Regions from separate parts of the Sus scrofa genome. Here region 2 is linked to region 1. A link is a contact called in public Hi-C data. All regions are on one chromosome and are shown on one strand. The core of a region is the stretch at or near the end of the contact, and the rest is flanking DNA. Distances in the headings are between cores, read along the strand shown.

The links. A called contact is a pair of places that touch in the nucleus more often than the background predicts.
Region 2: a Hi-C map of liver shows a contact between it and region 1, with 8 times the contacts expected there. The contact joins two enhancer-like sites. A contact is called at or near these places in 1 of 5 promoter capture datasets (liver), 5 of 47 Hi-C or Micro-C datasets (liver and skeletal muscle) and 2 of 2 datasets of contacts at active chromatin or transcription factors (alveolar macrophages and skeletal muscle).

Annotation. Positions count from the first base shown.
Region 1 is chr11:16,184,287-16,191,639 of Sscrofa11.1, reverse strand. All of the region lies in intron 2 of WDFY2 (WD repeat and FYVE domain-containing protein 2), which reads left to right. Among named protein-coding and RNA genes, the nearest start is that of WDFY2, 85 kb to the left of the region's middle. Within about 2 kb of position 2,784, at least 15 of the 83 cell types and tissues checked have an H3K27ac peak or open chromatin away from gene starts, as enhancers often do. A contact at or near this core is called in liver, where this site is marked.
Region 2 is chr11:16,260,795-16,268,147 of Sscrofa11.1, reverse strand. All of the region lies in intron 1 of WDFY2 (WD repeat and FYVE domain-containing protein 2), which reads left to right. Among named protein-coding and RNA genes, the nearest start is that of WDFY2, 8.0 kb to the left of the region's middle. Within about 2 kb of position 2,762, at least 8 of the 83 cell types and tissues checked have an H3K27ac peak or open chromatin away from gene starts, as enhancers often do. A contact at or near this core is called in liver, where this site is marked.

The sequences.
Region 1 (7,353 bases), core at 1,535-4,034:
TAATATTCCAAGCCTGGAAGAAAACATCTGTGTAATATATGGTTTACTTTGTCCATTAAAATACCGTTAAAAAAAAGTTAAAGTTCCTGCTGTGGCTCAATGTATTAACCAGATTAGTATCCATAAGGATGCTAGTTCGATCCCTGGCCTTGCTCAGTGGGTTAAGGATGTGGCCTGGCTGTGGCTGTGGCTGTGGCTGTGGTGTAGGCGGGCAGCTGCAGCTCCAATTCCACCCCTAGCCCGGGAACTTCCATATGCTGTAGGTACAACTCTAAAAAGGAAAAAAAAAAAAAAGTTGAATTCATAGAAATAGAATAGAAAAGTGGTTGCCATGGGAGAGAGGTGGGAGAAATAGGGAGAGATTGGTAAAAGGGTGCAGACGTTCTGTTATGGGATAAATAGGGTCTGGGAATCTAGTGCATCGTATAGTGACTATAGCTGATAACACTGTATCGTATGGTTAAAATTTGCTGAGAGAGTATAACTTAAATATTCTCACCAAATAAAAACAAATTTTAAGTATGCGAGGTGATGGAGATGCTAACTTGATGGCCCTTCCACAGTGTGGACCAACACAGCACATCATACACTTTAAATATCTTACCATTTTATTTGAAAATTACTCTTCAATGAAGTTGGAAAAAGATAAAGTCACCGAACCTAAGATAAACAGCCATTGGAATTCCCATGTGGCTCAGTGAGTTAAGGATCTGGTGTTGTCACTATAGTGGCTGAAGTTGCTGGGTCAGGTTCAATCCCTGATCAAGGCACTTCGGCATGCTCTTGGGTACACCCAACAACAAACGAAAAGAAAACAAAATAAAATAAGTAAACACTGAAAAAAATACCTTTTTAATAGTATTTGTCATGTTCTAGGTAGGATAGTAACATTTTACGGCTGAGAAGTGTTTGAAGTTTCATGGAGGGAAGGCTGGAGAAGGCATTAGGTGGGAAGGCAGGTGTTGTGAAGGCCGAGCTTGAAGGCAGCGTGTGATAAGACTGCGGAACTTCCAGAGTGGCAGGTGAGAGAAAGAGGAGGGGCAGGCACCTCACGATCAAAAACCCACCCACTGCTCGGAGGCGGTCCTCATCCACTCTCTTCTGAGAAGCTCCCCCCCCCCACCCCCCCTGCAGGGATCCAGGAGAACCAGACGTGCCTGGTTAAGGCTCTTTGCCCTTGAGCCAGTTTGACTTTCCCAGGAATTTAGAGCTTGAAGTAGGAAGGGCTAGTCTCAACCCAGACTGGTCCCTGGGAACACGGAAATGCAGCAGCCTTGAGGCATTTCTGTGCATTAAAGTAACAGTGCAAGCTGATCCACTTAAAAAGAAGTGTGAATCACAGCGGAAGGACCACTTTGGCTCCAGAGGGAGAGAAACGGGAGCAAGGGATGCCTTCAGGTTTTCTTGCTCGTCCTCCTAACCCCCAAGCCTGGCTCTGCTTCTGCCTCTGAGGTCAAAGAGACTCCCTCTCTCGTACTGGATGTGCCCATTGGTGCTTAAGTTCCTGCAGGTGGGTTTCTGCTACTTGTCCCTGCAAGTGTCTGGCTCAGCCTCGTCCTGATCGTACACCCCTCAGTTCCTGTCTTCGCACTTTTTCTCCGGGATCTCTGGCATCTTTAGGGAAAGGACTGAGTCATGTGTCCCACTGGCGCCTCGGAGGTGTTGAGCTGGAAACAGTGTGAGGAAAGTGAGGGCAAGAGAGGAGGAAAAGCAGAGAGACATATTCATCCTGTTTTCTTTAATTCTTTGGACAGTCAACACACGTGAAATGCTTCTTCCGTACCAAACACTGTGCAGTGTACTAAGGGCAGAGCGTTTAATATGGCAGGTGATTTCCATCGTCACGTGTGCTTGGTCCAGCGGGCAAAGCAGACCTGAAGTGAGGACCATTCCTGCTGGGTGCTGTGTTACGATGTGAGAACTAAGTGTCATGGGCACAAAGGGTCCCCAAGGAAGGTCTGTTTTAAACTCTGCTGTCTATAGGGAATTCGATGGCTTGTTTTATAGTTTCCTATAAGCTGATTTTTTTTTGGACAAGTGAGAAGCACTTTCTTACCAAATATTCTTTCAAAAATAACATTCTCTTGGAAGTTCCCATGGTGGCTCAGCGATAACGAGCCTGACTAGTATCATGAGGACGCAGGTTCAATCCCTGGCCTCGCTCTGTCGGTTGGGGATCCAGTGTGGCCATGAACTGTGGTGTAGGTCGCAGACGCAGCTTGGATCCCGAGTGGCTCTGGTGTAGGCTGGCAGCTGTAGGTCCTATTTGACTCCTGGCCTAGGAACTTCCATATGCTGTGGGGGCGGCTCTAAAAAGTAGGAAAAAAAAATTCTCTTGACTGTATATCCTGGAAAGTAGTCTTTGACAGGATCAAGTTACAACCTGCCCAACTGGGACCTGCCTGACCTTGGAAACCAGAGAGGGGCCTTCCTGCCGGTACAGAGTTGAGGTTTCAATTATAGCCATAAATGTGATTATTTATCTGAAGCTTCTAATAGCATTTCAACCACCACATTTGTATCACGCTACAGAGAGAAAAAAACAAAACAAAACATGTGAAAAACATTGGCATTTCTCTTTTCATGGTTGAGTTATTTTAGATTTACTTTACCAGCTAGGTTTGCTATTCACGGGGTCAGACAAAGGAGCGGAGGAGAGAGAGCGCAAGCGGGAGCCAGGGTGGCAGGTGTTTGAGGTTTTTCTTGCTCTGCAGTATTGGGTGTCCTGTCTGGGCCTTGACTGTCAGCTTTCCCCTTGGGTATGGAGACGAGGTAAAGGAGCTTACCTGCCAAAGATGGGGTGAAGAGGAGGCTGAGAGGGCCAGAGTCTCGCCTGGGGGAGGGTGTGCTGGACAGTTGGGAAACCTCTGTGGATTCTGTCCTTGCCGGGGCAGCCAGGTGGAATTTACTTTGGCTCCTAAAGTGTTTATGAATTTCCCCCCAAAGCAAAACAGAAGTTGGCTTCTCAAAGGTAATTCCAAACAAAAGGCACACTCAATAAATAAAATGGCTGATTTTGTATTTCTGGCCGTGTGCCTTGGCTTGGCAGCAAGGCCTATGCCTAGTCTGAGGCTGTGGTGGGGCCGCTTCAGTTTTCACACCAGTGTGGCCACTTTATCATTTACTCAGCTAACTTCTAAAGTATAGGAACTCAGAGTTCCCGTCATGGCTCAGTGGTTAACAAACCCGACTAAAATCCGTGAGGTTGCGGGTTCGATCCCTGGCCTCGCTCAGTGGGTTAAGAATCTGGTGTTGCCGTGAGCTGTGGTGTAGGTTGCAGACGCGGCTCGGATCCCACATTGCTGTGGCTGTGGCGTAGGCCGGAGGCTGTAGCTCCGATTCGACCCCTGGCCTGGGAACCTCCATATGCTGTGGGTGCAGCCCTAAAAAGACAAAAAAAAAAAAAAAAGTATAGAAACTCTGCTAAGTAAAGTAGGTCAGACAGAGAAAGACAGTATGATTTCACTCACGTGGAATATCGAAAACCAGCAAACAAATTGAAGGAACAAACCAAATAAAAATAAATTCGGTGATGCAGTGAGGACAGGGTAGTGGTTACCGGGGGCAGGGAAGGTGGGTGGGGAAGGGGATCCCTGGAAAGGGATAGATGGAAACTGAATTTTGGATGCCAGGCACATGGGAGGCATGCAGATGTGGAAATATAATGGTGCACACAGGAAAGTTGTGGTATAAACTGATGTTACCTCAAGAAAACATAAATCTAAAATTTTTACAAGTTAGAAATTTAAGCGAATAAATAACAGTTAAAAAACTAAGTATAGGAACTCTAGTTCTCTCCGTAACACATAACTTTGAACGGTCTGCTTTCCAGTTTTTATCAATAGCCTGGTTGAGAGAAAGGCTGTTTCTTATGTACGGGGCGGGGGCATCGTGAGGGCTGCGCGGTCCGGTCACTCATCTGTGCGGAGAGGGTTCCCACCCCGTGTTAGTCCTGCGCCCAGATGCCTTCGTGCAGGGCGCGCTCGGCTCATACTGCTGCGTGAACACGAAGGGCGTTAGGGCTGCTCTTGAACTAGCTGCCAACCCTCATGCTCAGCGCCCCTTTGAGGAAACACTCGGGCAAGACCTTTTAGATGGAAGAGCCCGAAGCCCTTGGCGTTCTCCAGGGCGGACCTTGCCATCCGGCGTGCCCCGTGCTGCAGGGTGTGGGGATGATCCAGATGGATCGCAGGCCTGGAGAGCTGACCCACTCACCTGGGCAGGGGCGATCCTGGCATCTAGGCCCTCGCTGTCCCTCCCATGTCTGCCAGGGGCTGTTCGGATCTTATTTTCTCTGTGAATTATGAGGCCAAAAAGGGTAGGGGAACCAACTCTCAAGACCTGGTGGATCATGTCAAACCCTGAACCTGTAATATTCCCAGCAGATCTTTGTTGTGATTTTCTTTCTGTTCTTACATGTGTTTTCCTTAGTCATGACTTTCTGCTTATTTTTGTCATATGATATCACTTTCAAAGCCATTTCAAATTCTTTGTGAATGAGGCAGGGAATGCATTAAATAGATTATCTTAGTTAAGACAAATGGAGAGATGAAGTTTGAACATAATCTTAACTGTTTACACTAACTTCACTGAAAAAAAATATACCTTGTTTAAGATTGGAGTGTTCAGAGTCACGCGTAGGGTTGCACCTGTGTCTGGATGGGAAACTGGAATTTGATTTCCATTTTTGCTACCAATTTGCTGACTCATTTTGGACAAGTCCTTTCATTTTCTCTGCTCTGAACCTAACAAATGAGCTGTCCCTTTTCTTTTCCTTTCTTTTCTTTTTTTTCTTCTCTTTTCCTTTTCTCTTCTTTTTTTGGCCATGCCCACTGCATGCAAAAGTTCCTAGGCCAGGGACTGAATCTGCAGCATGGCAATGACCTAAACCACAGCAATGACAATGCCAGGTCCTTAACCCGATAGGCTACCAGGGAACTCAAGACTGTCCATTTTCTTTGTTCTCAGATTTGTAGAAATTTATTTTGGGTATGAAATATGTCAAATAAGTATTTGTAAAGTTCTTTCAGGTTTGGTATTTAGTGATGTGTACTATCAATGCCTATCTTAACCCAGAGGGATTAGGAAAGACTGGCTAATTTGCAAGGTTGTGGCTGGATTGGTTCCCTTTCTCCATTTGTTGGAACTGAGGCCTTACAGCAACTCGAAACTGAGGATTTAGAAAGTTAAAATGATTAAGACGGTCATGTTGATATGTTTATGTTTGGTATGGAAATGAGTTATTTTGTATGGAAATTGTGTGTTAATTTTCCCATTGGTGAGGTCCAAGGATTTAGGACAGTGAAGGTGGTTCGTGTACTGCCCCATCCCTTCTGCTGGGTTTATTAGAGTTTGGGCGGAGATTCGTGTGGAAAGATGAGTGATGGGTATTTAAAATAGTGAATTTGGCATTCCTGTTTTTATAAGGTAGTGATTGTTTTGGCAACTTTTAGACAAAACCTTTAACTCAGTTGAGGGAGTTTCTTCATGGGGGAATATGTGAATGATTGGGAAATGCGCATCCTATTGTTTAATTTATATCTTATTTCAAATAATTTCTTGCTTCCTAGTTGTGAAGAATATTGCTTCTTTGTTGGTTTCTTTTAGGTATAGGCTGTATTATAGAACCATGTATAGAAAATATTGTTTTCACTATTGGCATTCTCAAGAATAATAATGTAATCGGGTCTTTTAATTCTCTGTTGACTAAGAAGAAAAGGTACCCAGGCAACTTTGATTTTTAACAGAAATGAAGGAAAACATAGATTATCCAAACTAGAGATAGCAGATATTAGTGAATCTGAATAATTTTAGCATTTATTTAGCATGCTCTGATTTTTCTCTGACAGAGTAATTTAGAGCTTATTGTGGTTAGATCACTTTACGGTAACTTGAAACTTACCTGGGAGAAAAAGGGGCCACTGCCAAGTCACTGCAATTTTGCTGATGTTTCTCAGACCCAATTAAAAGAAAACAAAAGGTTCATTTTAGTTGAATGCATAAAATATTTGATCTAAACAACAAAAAAAAACCCTGTCTAATGCTAGGTAGTTGAAGTCCTAAATGAAGTGCTCTTAATGAAGCAGAACATGGGCTGAATATTGTAAACCTAATAAATATCATCTGGTGACAAACAGCTGAATGCACTAATGGCTGTGAATTCAATCTTTGCTTTGAGGTGGTGGGATGCTCTTTGTAAGCCTTTCTATTCAAGGCCCTCTTATCATGGAATCCTGACGTTTAACTTCACCAGGATGCCTTGAACACCTGAAGTTTTATTCACAGAGGTACCGTTGCTTATTTAAACTGCCCACTAGCACATCCCATGAAGATGAGCGTCTCCTGCCAACGAATGCCTTTAGCCTTGTAAAGCTGCCAGTGTGATTGAAATCCACCCTTCAGCCTTCAGTGGAGCTTGTGTTTATTTGAGTAAAGTTCAACCGCTCAGCAAAGGACTGGAAATAAATTAGTCATAAAATGAAAGAATTATAGGTGTAAACAAGAGAAATTGGGAAACTTGCCTCAAATAGAAGTATTTTGAGAATGCCTTCTCTCAACTTACATTTTTTTTGAGGTGGGGCGCCCACACCCCTGGCATGTGGAAGTTCCCAGGCCAGGGCTCCAACCTGCACCACAGCAGCGACCCAAGCTGCTGCAGTGACGATGCCAGATCCTTAACCTGAGAACGCCGCAACTCTCATTTTTGGAAAGCAAGAGCGATATTTTTTCTTAGATCTTTCCTAAATCTTAAGGATTAGGATTTCTCTCCAATCCACTTACTTACTGCGCTGTTGAAGTTGATGTTGGTGCCCTGTGTTCCCTTTGCCTAGGCTCATATCCTCTGAGCTTCCCCCCCCCCACCTCCCGATTATGTGGTCATGATGTAATCAACCAGGCTGAGGTTTCTCTTTATTTTCATCCTCCCTAAACTTTAAGCTGAATACCTGCCTTTAAACGACAAAGATTTCAGTTTTTTAAAGCACTCAGTATTATGAAAGTGTTTACTTTTTTATTTTAATTTTAATTTTATTTTCTTTTCTAGGTCCACACCCGTGGCATATGGGGGTTCCCAGGCTAGGGGTCTAGTCAGAGCTACGGTTGCCAGCCTATGCCACAGCCACGGCAACACCAGATCCGAGCCGTGTCTGTGACCTACACCATAGCTCACGGCAACGCCAGATCCTTAGCTCTCTGAGCGAGGCCAGGGATCGAACCTGCAACCTCATGGTTCCTAGTCAGATTCTTTTCTGCTGCACCACGACAGGAACTCCTAATTTTAAAGATAAGATTTTGACAGGCCATCAAGGCCTAAAGTCCTGACACTAATAGAATATTATTTCTCATTACCCATAG
Region 2 (7,353 bases), core at 1,513-4,012, 77 kb before region 1:
GTGGTGGTAAGAGAAAAGATGGAGCAGCTCTCTTTCAGATGGGTCTTGCAGGACGAGTAGGAGTTCATGTGAAAAAGCTAGCATGTTGGAAAGGGCATTCTAGTTAGAAGGGGGAGGGAAAACTCCTAGGGCATCGAGTAGCACTAGAATGGACTGGTTACAAATGGACTCAGGAGCCAGTCAGCTTGGATTCAGACCTCGGCTCTGAGTGTCACACTTGGAGGAATGTGTAAAATTAGTGTCTCCAGAGAAGGCATTATGATAGTGAACATTCCCCAAACCTTCTGAGTGCAAAAACTTGGAATTCTTTTCTGGATTAAAAAGACCTGAGGGTGTGGTGGTGGTGTTTTTGGAGGAGGCTGTGGGGAGGGACCTGCTGGGAATGAGGATAATGGGGTTCTCCAAAAGCCCTAAGGGCACGTAGAACTCACGCAGTGGGTAATAGGAAGTCACCTTTTTTTTTTTTTTTTTTTTTTGTCTTTTTTGCCATTTCTTCGGCCACTCCCGCGGCATATGGAGGTTCCCAGGCTAGGGGTCTAATCGGAGCTGTAGCCACCGGCCTACGCCGGAGCCACAGCAACGTGGGATCCGAGCCACATCTGCAACCTACACCACAGCTCACGGCAACGCCGGATCGTTAACCGGCTGAGCAAGGGCAGGGACCGAACCCACAACCTCATGGTTCCTAGTCGGATTCGTTAACCACTGCGCCATGACGGGAACTCCAGGAAGTCACCTTTTTATCTCAAGATCTGACCTCCAGTGCCTAGCACAGAGGAGATATGCAGTATGTGTTCACGGAATGAAGTAAGCGATGGCTGATCCATCACCTGTTTGGAATGGAATGGGCTTGAGGAGGTTGTGGGTTTCCAAGAGCAACGATTTGTAAGTTGAACCTGAGAGAAACTTAGCAGCTTACTTTGGGCCATGATAATGTTACAGCAAAGGACAGGAGTGGGAAGGGGCTGGAGTGAGAGAGGGGTTGGGTTTTTTTTGGTAATCGTTAAGGCCTCCCCCCTGCCCCCCAACTCTAAACTACTCTACTTCCAAGTAGCTGTAACTACTTGACTGTTTTTTGAAAAGAGATGTTAAAATTTCATTTTTTAAATATTCAAAGTACTGGTTCATTTGCCATTGATTTTTTTTTTTCATTGTGAAGTTGTACTATCTCAGTTCTCTGGTTGAAACCATTAGTTTCACCTACTGCTTAGACCTTGGCTGAGTTCAGTTGAGCTCATTGAGTTTTATCTACGCGTGTCTTATAGCACTTGCATGAGAAAATTTTTAAATGCAAATAAAAGTTTTTCCCAAAGTGCAAGCGTACTTCTGAAAGTTGAGAACATCTTGGAGTGACGGTGTGAAGTCTCTAAAGCTGAGAAAATTGGCAGCCGGCTAAACTAATTTTTGAGTGTGTCAAGTCTCTATTTAATGGCATACAATTAATAAACTTTCAACTATGCATTAGGGACTCATCACTTAGTAGTAATTGTTGGTTTCAAGGTTTCAGAATGGGAATTTGCCCCGTATGATTTTGAAAACCAGACCTTTACCCTGAATTCAGAGCATGAGGCAGCCTTCATGCCAGCAAATCTGCCTGGAAACAGACTGCCTCTAGGTCTCTAGAGGTCAGAATTGACTCCAGAAAAGTCAGATGGACTTTTGAAGGAAAGGTCACTATGGGAAAGCTGTTTAAGGAGGTTCCCTAGGAGAGACTTAGATTCAAATGACCCCAATGCTCCTGATGGGTCTCAATTTCCTACTTAATTTACCCAGTTAATCCAGATTCTGTTCAGGAGCTCAAAGACCTTAATCAGGATACATTTCATCCAGATATTTTGAGATAATGGAAAATGTTAGACTGGCACTTGTGACACTCCTAAAATGAGGGATTCTCAGATTGTGAAATCCTGACCAGCTATCTTATCTGAAGTGTTACTAAACTTACTTAGAAAAAAGAGTAATAGGTAAAAACATCATAGAATGATGGTAGCCAGAAGAGACTTCAGAGAGTTGATCTTCTTCCAAGCAAAGTCCAAACTTTAAAAACAGAAATACTACTTTTTCCTTGCACAGTATCTTTCCCAGCATCTATTTTTGCTTTGAATTTCGCTCTGTTTGTTGTTAAGAGTGATCTCAGTATCACTAAAAAGGAACGACTTTGGGGAAATTAAAACCCTCAGTACCATTTAGAGATCAGTCAGTAAATCATGATTTAAGACTCTTAAGTTGTGATCTACTGATACGTGTAACACTAAACTAAAGTATACGCGGTACATGCTTACCCGAAAAGAAAACGGCCATCAAGCCAAGCTTTTCTTCTCAACTGCAATATCAGAATAGAAGGAATTCAGAAGGAGGCAGCATTCGTTTATTTTTATATGAATGGGTCTCCTAAGGAGAATGCCACAATTAACCTAGAAATTCCCTAACGCAGAAAAAAATAAATGTCTTTTGCAACTTCAATGAGCAGTCTCATTAACTCTTTTTTTTTTTTAAAGGGCAGGAGGCCTCCCCTTCCACATGGTGCATTTAGTCATTAGTAAAAGTTGATTCAGAGGTATAAGAAACCAACAAAAAAGACCAAAACAGAAGGAAAAAAAAAAAGTCATCTACTTGTCTCTTGGCAGGGAGTGTTGCTTTGTGCTCTCATGTGCCTTTAATTTAAAGAATCTTGGAAGGGACTTGGGGCTGGGAGTCTGATCGCAGCTCTCCCCTGCCCTGACCTTGGGCATTGGCCATTTCATCACTGGAAGCCTGGTTTTCTCCATCTGGCAAAGCGGAGTGCAGGGTTTCCCATGCCTCTGGCTCTGTGATGTGCCCACCTAGGGGCCAGATAAGAGTGAGTGCAGTCACATTCTGAAACCTGGAACCAAAGAAAGTATGCCGAGGGGCAGAAGTGGCCTGCGCTTTGGGAGGCCATGTAAAACGATGCTTTCCGGAATCTTTCCATGGCAGCGGTTTATTCCTGGCTGAAATATTAAAGAGATGTTTGTTTTGTATTGGTGCCTAATACCTAGTTGAACTGGATCCACTGCATTCTTATTTCCAGATGAATCCTTTAGTTTCAAATGCTAGCAGTTTAGCTCTGGGTGGTTTTCTGGGCCCCTGGGTTGTCCAGAGTAATGCTTTGGAAAAAATTTTTTTTTCTTAATGTTTTAATCATCTATTTTTTTAACTCAGTGAGTTTTATTGCAGGGACCTATACCCTACCAGCCTACCTTACCCCTGGCCAGTCTTGCTTTTCTGAATTTCCACAGAATAGAGACTTGACCTAGTCATACTGGAATCCTCTAAGTCAAGAGATAGCCGTTCTAGTCAGCCCAGAACCTAAGAGAGTTCAGAAGAAACCAGGAATGCAGCAAGTTGAACAGTTGTTTGAGTGGCTGCAGCTTGGCTTCCTGTGATATCTTCATTTATCCCTGAGTTAGGACTCAGAAATGATACCTCTCATCTAAGCTATGTCAATTTGCTAACCTCTCTATATGACTATGTTTATTTATTTATTTTTTCTTTTTTACAGCTGCACCTGTGGCATATGGAAGTTCCCAGGCTAGGGATTAAATCGGAGCTGCAGCTGCCAGCCTATGCCACAGCCACAAAAATGCCAGGTTCAAGCTGCAGCTGAGACCTACACTCCTCCTCACGGCAGCAGCGGATCCTTAACCCACTGAGCAGGGCTAGGGATTGAATCCACATCCTCATGGATACTAGCCAGGTTCTTAACCCACTGAGCCACAATGGGAACTCCTGACTGTGCTTTGCTTCCCTTCCCTTTCCCTTCTTTCCTTCCTTCCTTTTGCTTTTTAGGGCCACACCCACGACATATGGAAGTTCCCAGGCTAGGGGTCAAATTGGAGCTATAGCTGCTGGTTTACACCACAGCCATAGCAATAGCAACGTGGGATCTGAACCACGTCTGTGATCCATACCACAGCTCATGGCAGTGCCAGATCTGTGACCCACTGAGCAAGGCCAGGGTTCGAACCCACATCCTCCTGGATACTAGTTGGATTTATTTCCGCTGGCCACAATGGGAACTCCCCTTTACACTTTTAATTGCTGTAGCTAATGAGTTGTTCTAGACTCTTTGCCCATTTGTATTTACAGTACGAGCCAACATGGGAATGGAATTGTTGGCTGAAGATGATTGACATTTTCCCAAACTTTAGGGTTTCAGAGTCTCAGTTTCCACATCTATAAATTGGGAATAATGATTCCTCCCAGGATTGCTGCGAGGTTTACCTGAGCTGATATTCCTGCAGTACCTGGGGTTGGTATTTGGAGTATAGATAGTGCTCAGTAAGTTAGTTTTATTTTTGTAGGAATCACTTTGGATACATAAAAGTGGGGCCATTGAATTTTTGTTTCTTTGCATTCATATAGTTCTGGGTCCCTTTATCTCTTTTCTTCTCTAGATATGCAGAGGAGGGGTTACTCTGTCATCTTTTTACTGCCTCTTCCCAGACTTGTTCTATGACAGTCAGGGGTTGGGAGAGGCGTGTGGCTGGTGGGTGCTGTGATCTCATTTTTGACCTTTTCTCTCTCTCCTTTTGCCATTTTCTCTTGAAATGGTGTGTTCATTGTCCCCACTGGTCTCCTGGAGCCAAGGCCTGTGTACTCTGTGTCCTCCGTGGGAAATACATGGTGCTAGAGATGAAATTTTAACTCCGTCACTTTAATTGCCCTCAGCTGGAAGACTGGCATTAGACACCGGCAACTAGTGGGCTGAGGTCCACCCTAAAAGTCCAGCTTGTTGGTCTCTCTTGACAGTGGAAAGCTATAGCAGGGCCAGGTGGCACATTCCCCGCCTGTGGGTCCCTGTCTCTGCCCACTTCGCCTAAGGTCATCCGAGTGAGGCCATGAGAGGCCACGCCCACGCTACCCCTGCAGTGACCTGTGACCTGAGAGCGTCCTGAATTCCTCTGGGTTTTTTTTGGTTTTGTTTTTTTGCTTTTTTTTTAGGGCCTCTCCGGCAGCATATGGACGTTCCCAGGCTAGGGGTCTAGTCAGAGCTGCAGCTGCCAGCGTACACCACGGCCACAGCAATGCCAGATCCGAGACGTGTCTGTGACCTACACCAGAGCTCATGGCAACACTGGATCCTTAACCCACTGAATGAAGCCAGGGATCAAACCTGCATCCTCATGGATACTAGTCAGGTTTGTTAACCACTGAGCCATGACAGGAACTCCTCATGTAAAAAATAGATAAAGGTAGTATTTAGATGCATTTAAATTCTAATTTTGAAAAACTTAAAATTACATTATTGCTTTTTATTTTGTGAATCTGCATTAAAATTTTCTGGAGTGCTTATCCCCAGTAGAAAAAAAGGCTTCCCATGCTGTTAGAATTTCAGGAATCTGTTTTAGTATTCATTGACACTTTGGGGACTTAGAAAATACTAGCTGTCCATTCAGATGTACAAGAGTCATTTGATATTTTATAGATTGTACTCCTTTTACAGTTTTAAAATACCGGCTATGTTCCCTGTGCTGTACCGTACATCCTTGCGGCTAATTTATCTTATACCTAGTAGTTTGCACCTACTGATCCTCAGCCTCTCTCTTGCCCCTCCCTCTTTTCTCGCCCCACGGTAACCACTGGTTTGTTCTCTGCATCTGCGAGTCTGTTTGTTTTGTTTTGTTTTTTCATGGCTGAAAGTATTTGATCTTTTAATGGTATTACATTTCTTTTTAAACATTTTTTTATTATAGTTGATTTACAATGTTGTCAATTTCTGCTATACAGCAAAGCGATGCAATTGTACATACACATTCTTTTTCTCATAATATCTTCCATCATGTTCCATCACAAGTAATTGGATATAGTTTCCTGACTTCATGTATTTCACTGTGATTGGATCCAGGCCAGACTTTTTTGGCAAGAATTCTATAAGTGATACATGCTTTTTTGCATCTAATCAGGTGGCCTATAATGTCAAATTGTTCCACTATCAGTATTGTTATATTTAGTCCTGGATCTTTCTCTGAACATTTTTAATATATTTTGTTGGTGTACATGTCTACTCATGTGTCATCCCCACATTGTTTTAGTTACAGAGGTTTTCTTCAGTGTATATTGATACTTAGTAGTGTTCATTTTCAATCATTGCCCTTTTTTTCCCCAGGATTTTTCTAGCTGTTCTTGCATATTCTTCTGTATGAATTTTAGAATCATGTCTAGTGCTGGGGCAAAAACGTTTTTCACTGGAACCACATTAAATTCATATATTATCATTTATTTGTGTGATTTTACTTGTCTTAGAATAAGGAATGTCTTTCCATTTGTTCAAGACTACTTTTATGACTTTCAAAAGTATTTCAACATTTTCTTCATACTGCTTTGTGCATTTTCGTATTTATTCAAGTATTTTCTTTTTTATAATAATGGTATAAATGGGGTATTCTTTTTCATTATAGCTTCTAACTGGTTGCTGTTTGAATATATAAAGGCTACTGATTCTTTTTTTTTTTTTGTCTTTTTGCCATTTCTTGGGCCGCTCCTGCGGCATATGGATGTTCCTAGGCTAGGGGTCGAATTGGAGCTGTAGCCTCCAGCCTACGCCAGAGCCACAACAACACAGGATCCGAGCCGCGTCTGCAACCTACACCACAGCTCACGGCAACGCCAGATCGTTAACCCACTGAGCAAGGGGAGGAATCGAACCCGCAACCTTGTGGTTCCTAGTCGGATTCGTTAACCACTGCGCCACAATGGGAACTCTGTAGGCTATTGATTTTTGTGTGTTAAATTTTAGATTGTGCTGGCAAAAAAAAAAAAAAAAAAATAAAGAATACCAGCTGTCCAATATTTTATAGGAAGATTTTGTTTGGGGGTGAAAGCATGTTGGGACTAGCTAAGTTATTATATTTTGATTTTTGGACTATTTTTGAATTCATATTTGAGTGGCTTAATAAATTTTCTTTACATTTCAAAGTTTTGATTGTTAAACAGTTGGGAAGAACACAATATTCCTTCAGAAGGTAAAATTAAATTAGAGACGTTAGTTATACTTAATTTGATGTGTGAGTTAGGTGTAGGTACATATGTGCTTGTCGGCTGTTGTATCTCTCAGGTTTGGTTCCCCCATCCACGTTTTTGTTTTATTTTTGGTTTGCTTTCTTTTCAAAAATATTCTACCTTAGTCTTAAAAAAAAATTGAGGATTTAATTTTGTTAAGGCAGTTTTAGATTTATAGCAAAATTAAGAGGGAGGTACGTAGATTTCCCATGCCCACCCCCACCCCACCCATGCATAGTCTCCCCCCATCATCAACATCATTCGCCAGAATTGGTTTTTTTTTTTTTTTTTTTTTTTTGCTTTTTAGGGCTGCACACATGGCGTATGTTCCCA